2 separate regions of the Mus musculus genome follow, and region 1 is linked to region 2. A link is a contact called in public promoter capture Hi-C data. All regions are on one chromosome and are shown on one strand. Each heading gives the region's core, a stretch centred on a gene start, on an enhancer-like site or on the middle of the called end of the contact. The rest is flanking DNA. Distances are from core to core; before and after follow the strand shown. Region 1 holds the start of 4933406G16Rik (RIKEN cDNA 4933406G16 gene). Region 2 holds the start of Fbxo48 (F-box protein 48).

Evidence for each region. Promoter capture Hi-C pulls out the DNA fragments that hold promoters and counts their contacts.
Region 1: a promoter capture Hi-C map of stem cell-derived epiblast-like cells shows a contact between it and region 2, with 4 times the contacts expected there. The contact joins the promoter of 4933406G16Rik here to the promoter of Fbxo48 in region 2. A contact is called at or near these places in 3 of 39 promoter capture datasets (hippocampal neurons, liver and stem cell-derived epiblast-like cells).

What each region holds. Positions count from the first base shown.
Region 1 is chr11:19,063,067-19,066,929 of GRCm38.p6, forward strand. 4933406G16Rik (RIKEN cDNA 4933406G16 gene) reads left to right here and starts at 2,209. Exons shown (of 5, transcript NR_046037.1): 1 at 2,209-3,028; 2 at 3,843-3,863.
Region 2 is chr11:16,949,855-16,953,785 of GRCm38.p6, forward strand. It overlaps Fbxo48 (F-box protein 48), which reads left to right and starts at 1,556. Exons shown (of 4, transcript NM_176982.2): 1 at 1,556-2,610; 2 at 3,288-3,399; 3 at 3,495-3,827. The coding sequence starts at 3,522. Eldr (Egfr long non-coding downstream RNA) reads right to left here and starts at 1,428. Exons shown (of 4, transcript NR_110425.1): 1 at 1,166-1,428; 2 at 1,028-1,076.

The DNA.
Region 1 (3,863 bases), core at 959-3,458, 2.1 Mb after region 2:
CAGGCAGGCAGGCAGGCAGGCAGTTTCCTTGATGTTTGTGATAGTTTAGATGGGAATGGCACCCAGCTTTGAATGCACGACCTCCAGTGCTGACTGTTTGGGGAGAATTGGAAGGCCTGGATTCTCTGATGGACATATGTTATTAGGGGTGGGCTTTGAGGTTTCAAGAGACTCGGGCCATTTTGAGTTATCTCTCTCTCTGCTCCTCAAGATGTAAGCCCTCAGCTGCTACTTCAGATACCTGCCACCTCTATACCATGACCATAGGACTCATACTCTGAAACCAACCATATGTCCCAAGTAAACTTTCTTCTCTAAATTGCCTTGGTCACAGTGTCTTATCACGGCAATTAAAAGTAACCAATACAGTTCTTAATGTAACACAATGCCAGTAACTACATTCCTCTGACTCCAGGGCTATTCTTTACTTAGGCACACACACACATCCACACATCCACAAATGTATATGCACATGTGTGCATACACATTTGCGCAGACATGTAGATACACACACACATGCGTGCACAGACAAACATTCCCAGATGTATACAATTTCTCTGATTGAGAGAGCATCCCAGGGGAAAACCAGAAACTCTCTGGCTCACCAATGGCACCTTCTCTTACCAACTCAGCTTTCTTGTTTCACTCAGTGAGAAATACAGCTGACGATCAGGGAGAATACTAATTCTCACTAAACTGAGCAGTGGCTTGAAAGGACTCCATCCTTGGAAAAGCTTGAGCTGAAGACAGCACATGGAACTCACTTTTATATTCTTGGAGTTAAGGCAAGAACAGCAGCAGCTTAGTTAAACCTGAGCAAGCCTAAAGTCAACGTGATGAGGAAGATGGCTCAAAGCCTGTGCTTTCCCCACCCTGAACCTTCCCTTCTGGCCCTGAGCCTTTGTCATTTTGCCTTGCAAAGCTGCTCAGATATATGTATCATGATTTTTATTTATGAAAACTGTGGGCTTTTTTTTTTTTTTTGGATTTACCAACTTCTACCCTATAGTTTTAAAACTAGCAAACTAAAAATATTTCTTATGTATTTAAAGACCTCCAGATGAAAAGCTTGTGTGGACTTTGAACTGTTGTGTTAAGAAAAAAATTCTCATGCTAGTGAGAATGTGGAACAAAGGACCACTCATTCGTTGCTGGAGGACTGCAAACTCTACAGCCATGATGGAGATCAGAGCAGAGGTTCATCAGGATATTGATATGCCTGGAGATTTGGTCATACCACTTTTAGGCATGTACTCAAAGGACACTACATACCACAGAGGACTTGCTCAACCGTGTTCACTGCTGCTCTGTTCATAAGAGCCAGCAATTGGAAACAACCTAGATGTCTGTCAGTGAATGACTGGATGAAGAAAGTGTGGCACATTCATAGAGTGAAGCCATTAAAAAAATAAAATTCTGAAATTTGCAGGTAAGCAGATGAAACTAGAAAAATATCATCCTGAATGTGTTACCCAGACCCTGAAAGACAAATACAATATTCTCTTGTATGTGAATTTTGACTGTTATGTCATAGATAAGCATGCTACAATCTATATAACCACAGAAGTTATAACCACGATGGTTAGATTGACAGTAAGGGACTAAGGGAGAGGGATGGATCTCCCTAGGAAAAGGAAATACAATAAACAGTTACAGATGGATAAGGTGGGGAGACTGGAATGAGGGGATTAAAAGGGAGAAGAAGGGAAGAGACGTTAGTGGGGGCTAGCTAAAACTGTGGGCCATTTGAGGGGTTGTATGGAAGCCTAATGTAGTAGAAGCTTCATATAATGTAATATATGTGTGTATATATATATATATACATATATATATATAATAAGTTGATACATATGTGTATGTACATCTACATGTACATGTAGGTGATTATATGAGAATGCAATCTATATGCATATGTATGTATATATATATATGTGTGTATATATATATATATACACACACAAGATGGTATATATATATATATATATATATATATATATATATATGCAATGTAAATGAAATCACCAAATAACAGGGAAGGCAGAGCCCCAAAACACATCTCTTATCACCCAATGAAGCTTCCAATACATGGAATGAGTTACATCTAATTGAATTGTTATCCAAAGGGGTTCCATGCCCCTCCCCCAACAAATAGCTCAGGCTGTTGCCAAGGCTTATTTTTAACCCTCAACAAACTGATATCAGAACCCTATTGCAGAAGTTACCACCTACATTGAACACAGAGAAGTCAAGTGGTTCCCACTTAGAGCCTCTACCCCTGTGGACTAGTGCTCATGGTCCTGGAACATACTCTGCATGTTACCCAGCTCCAAACTCTTCAGTGTACAAGAGTGACTTGGACACCGGTGTGATAGTGACACAAATCTTGTGGCAGTAAATTAGAATCTGATTTAACTTAAGGCATACTCCATGAAATGGAACCGATGCTCAAGGCTGTTTAGGTGACCAAGAACTAGATAACCTAGTTAGACTAGATAGCCCATGGGCACAGAGGAAAACCAAATTCTACTGCGCTGCTGACGGAGTGTAGCTAAAATGACTTCTGCTGTACTCATAGATCTGTGCCTTGCTCAACCATTGTTAGAGAAGCTGCCTCCTGCAGCAGATGGCAACACATAGAGACCTATTGCCAAACAATTTGCAGAGAGTGAAAAACCTTGGAACACTTAGCCCTCAAAGTGATGCCTCTATCAAATCTCTCTCCTCGTGGCTCAAGGAACTCTGTGGAAGAGGAGGCAGAAAGAGTGTGAGAGCTGAGGAAATGGAGGACACCAAGCAATCAAGGCCTTCTGGACACAACAGGGCTGAGGCCCACAGGATCTCACAGTACCAGAGTAGCATGAACAGGACCTGCTTGAGTCTGCAACCAGATGGGGTCTACAGCTGAAAGAGAAAGTTTACAAATGTCCCCATCCCTAACCTAGAAGCTATCTGCAAGCAATAACCACTTATGAATGAAAAGATGGTTTTTTTGGAAGGGAGTCTCACTGGAAACAAACCACTCGGCAGGGTAGGCCCTATGCCTAGCCGGGAATGGCTAGCACAAAACAAACTCAACAGCCACGTTACAGGTTCTCTGTCTCATAATGCTGGCAGGGCCTTTCCTCTCTACCTTATGAGTTCTTTGCATATATATCATGACTTTCAAGTTTGGGTTTTATGGTATTCTTGTATGTGCTAACATGTGTCTCTGGATCTATATGTGTTTGCTATGCTTTTACTTTGTTGTTTGGTTGGTTTTGTTTTCTCGTTTTGTTGTTTTGTTCCATTCCAATTGTTTTCCATTTATTTTATTTTATTATTTTGACTGTTTTTTTTACTGAGAGACAGAAAGGGTGTGGATCCAGATGGGAGGGGGCGGGTGGAGAGGAACTGGGAGGAAGGGGGAGTTAGAATCCACAGTATGGAAAAAAATATTTTCATGAAAAGAAAAATACAGAGTATGATTATCCCCAGCTTTGGATTTGTGTGTTAGCAGAGAAACAGACACTTGCAGAATTTCAGTCAAAGCTCTGCGATGACCACAGAGTGTGACCAGGAAGATCATAAACCTGATGCTATAGGAAGCATGTCTCCTGCTCATATGTCTGCATCATGGCAGAGCAGATTTTTTTATACCTGCCAGACGATTTACTTTCAACATTAAACCAAGATTTTGAATGTTAATAAGATAGTAACAAAACAATATGTATTATTTTCAATAGGGGTTGAAAGGCTTTTTTTTTTTTTTTTTTGCATGTGTAATAAATGTCATTTAGATTGCTTGCAACACTTTTTTAAAATAGTGATGTTTACTCTGTTTTACAATCTGTGATTTCTTACAGACACAGATCTACTGATGCCAT
Region 2 (3,931 bases), core at 306-2,805:
TCTGTATAAAAAGTTTGATGCTCGATTTGACAAATTACATTCAGATTCTACACAATCTCATCTGTCGCTTCTGTTTGTCATTCGCCGACTCCTTGTCCACCTGCAACCAGAGACCCGTTCCACACAGATAGGAGACCCAAAAAGGCGATAGTCTGCGGCAATACTGCCCACAGTGGGCTGGGCTCGCCATAGATCTATCATCAAGAAAATGCCACCATAAACTTGCCTACAGTCCAGTCCGAGTGAGACAATTCCTCATTTGAGGTTCCTTCTTCCAAGGTGTCAAGTTGACAAAAACCAACCAGCACACACCAAATGGTGCCCCCTTCCCCCCACCCCCCCACCACCACCACCACATACACACACACCATTTCCTCTTTCCTTGTATTTCTGACTCATATCTTCTATAGAAAGCTATAGGCTTTCTTATGCCAGCTAGTGGGATGTATGGCTTTGATCGGATTGGTGTTTTTTATGAAAGCAGCTCCCTTCCCTCAGCTCTCACCCCAAGGTCTGTTCCTTCTGGTAAGTCTCTGACTTCTTATTTCAGACATTAACTGGGAATGTGAAGAAGCTCAATACACGAGGTAGTCCGCTCTTAAATGTGTCTTCCCAGGGGAGTCACAGTTTCTTGAATCCATAACAGGGGATATTGAGCGTTTCTATGTATATATATGTACATCCTGGAAAGTTCCCCAGGATGCTTTCTGCCATTAGGCCTAAGTAAACAAGTATCTCTTAGCTTCAACATCTTTATAATCAGAGACATATAGAATGTTCAAACTAAAGGCCGTAAGGGTGTAATATGCAAAAGCAGTCTTAGAGAAATACAGAACTGCACGAAAGACTGGCAAGGGGTAAATGTTGAATGCTAGCAAATATCTTCTCTGGGAACAAAACTACAATGTTCAGCTAACTTAATAACCACATAAGCTGAAAGGTTTGCAATTCCATCGTATATAGCAGTCTCGGTAGTCCTTGATATTTCACTATATTTTTGCAAGATGCTACTAGATAGAATACATACCGCATCGAGCGTTAAGCTTCCCCGGGCAGCTCCCTGGAATGTTACTATGCTAAGAAACAAAGGAAATGAGTAACACGATATTATCATCAAAAAAAATTTCAACGTGAACTTTTTCAGCAACCTTTGTCGAGCACACACCTCAGGGAAGGAGCACCTAGTCAGGTTGCAGAGTCCCCTGGGGAGAGAGAGCCTTGGCGCTCAAACTCTCGGCCGTCTCAAAGCCCTCGCTAGCTACCAAAGCACTTTGGGAGTCCCGCCCTTTGCAAGTCCCGCCCTTTGTAAGTCCCGCCCTTTGTAAGTCCCGCTCTTTTAAGTCCCGCCCATGTGCCCGCTGTCACTCAGCGGGGACGCTGGACCTTGCAGTGACTTGGGCCTCCTTTCTTTCCTTCCCTTACGGTGATGAAACGCAGGGTAAACTACCAATCCCAGAAGGCACCGCGCATGCAAATGGGTGGAGCGAGGCTTGAGAGGGCGGGACATGAAGGCCTTCCGGAAAAGATTCAAATCCGGAGGACTGAAATCGCGGGAGGAGCCGGCACCGCGCCTTTAGGTAGGAGAGGCAGCTCTGCCCTTCCCTGCACAGGGACCAGCGTGCTCAGCTGTGGTCGGTCGCTTCTCCTGCCTGTCCTCACAGCACAGGGATGTGGTTGCGCTCGCCAGGACTGGTGTGGGCTCCCTGAGAACTAGTCTTGCCCGACGATGCTCTTTCTCGGTTTGCTCACTCCTAGTGACATTTGACAGGACGGTGGATGGAGGGGCTGGAGGTGGCCCAGAGTGACCGCTCTTCTCAAAGACCCAGGTTTAGTTCCCAGTGTCCACAGAGGGGTCTTGCCACTGACTGTTACTCCATTTCGGGGATCCCACCCCCCTTTTGGCTCCTGCGGGCAGCGCACGCACTGTGTGCTGAGACTTGTTTGCAAGCAAACCGGCAATACACATACATAGAAGCAGATCTTTGAAAAGGAGGTGGGAGGACCGCAAGCTAACGCAATATTTCCGCAAGGTTGGTTCAAAAAGAGGCGACATACAAGGAATAGCTTTCGAGGCATTCAAGAGAGATAATTTAGAAGATTCCTAGTGAGATTTTTGGGAATATGACCAAGGCACCACAGAATGTTCAATTGAAAAACTTCCTGCCTCTTGTGGAATTCCTTTGACAGAAGGAAAGATTTTATTCCTAGGGAGAGCCTGGGAGAAACAGCAAACATCTGAGTGTAGTGTAACCTCCTAATAGAAACTTAGTTTCAAAGATGACACTTTGCCTTTAGTTTGTACCAGTGGTAGGAGGGGAGAAGGTTCGTTGCAAATACTTGATCTTGTGGGTTTTGTCTTGTTTTTGCACACCAAGTTGCTTTCTATTTTCTATTTCTAAAGGAAGCCCCTGTTCAGTTCAGACATTACAGTTCTAACCACAACCAGTTTGGATCATAAACAGCCTAACCAAAGGTAGTCACCATGATGTTACTAACTACAAAGACTCGAGTAGTGCATCTGAAAAGGGAATTGTTAGTCACTGAATGAAGAGATATTTAGCTATACATCAAATGCCTATTGTATCCTGATTCTCCACCACAAAAGGAACTGTAAGTATTATAAAGTAGGTAAACACAAATTGTGCTTATATTGCAACATGGCCCAGGATGATGTGTGCAGCCTTGAAGCTTCCAGAAGCTTCCACTGTGGTCCTTGAGAACATTAGCTGGAATAAGGCTTTACATCTATAGCTATATACTATTCCTAGCTGAATTATGAACTACTTAGATTGTACTTGTCACTCAGTAATAGATTTGGGGACAGTGATCCTTAGCTCATAATTAGGCACATAAGATAGATTGATTTCTAAGACACCACTCTTGAAGTGTAATTGAATATATGAGACTCCATAATTATGGTCAGGACTTCATCCTGGACTATTTTGGGTAAACTGATGTCAAGAGTATGCACTTGTCCACTACATCCAAACGGTTAAGTAGTTCTTATACAGATTACTAAAGGACCAGCAGGTTTGTGACTCTGTTAGCTCGAAGGTGAGGAAACCAATGGTAAAGCATCAGTTCACATAGAGACTTTTAATAAACACTAAAGTAGTCATTATTACTAAACTCAGCAAATGTTTGATGTGGAGAATCATTCCCCCCCCCTTTTTTTAAAGATAATGTTCTTCTAGAACAGCAAGAAACAAAACATGTAGAAACCATGATACTTGCCAAGAACTAGTGTTCAAAGTGAAGGGAATGTGTTCATGGTCTCCCATATACAGGTCAGATGTTGGCCACTTGTTTTTACGCACGCCACCTGGCAGTCTTCAAGAAACACACACGAGACACGGCATGGATTCGTCCTTGCAGATTAAGAGGCTGAAGTCAAGAAATGTAAAGTTCTTTAAATCATTCATAAACTATCTGACTCCGAGGAGGATGCACATTTTGGTCTGAAGAGGCTGAGTATATTTAACTCTGCCCTGTAGGTTGCATATGAAGACAATTGGTAAACAATGAAGAAAACCTCCAAGAAGAACAATAATTTCAAAATTCCTGGTACAGAATTGAATTCCGCGGATGCTGAAAGGGGAAAAGAAGAGAGTCAACGTAACTTTGTTGAACTACTGCCCTTGGAAGTCACTTATAAAATTTTCAGCCAGCTAGACATTCAGAGTTTATGCAGAGCTTCCAGGACATGCACAGGTTGGAATTGTGCAATAAGAAACAATGACTCCTTATGGAAACCCCACTGCTTGACCATAAGAGCTGTGTGCCAAAGAGAAATAGACGATGATATAAAAAGTGGTTATACCTGGAGGGTAAGTTTAACTTTCACAACTTTTCATGGTTTTTGACAGGGGTGTTATGGCACAGTTAAGAGAATACTATAATCTCTACTTAGGGTAGCATACAGAGCATGCTG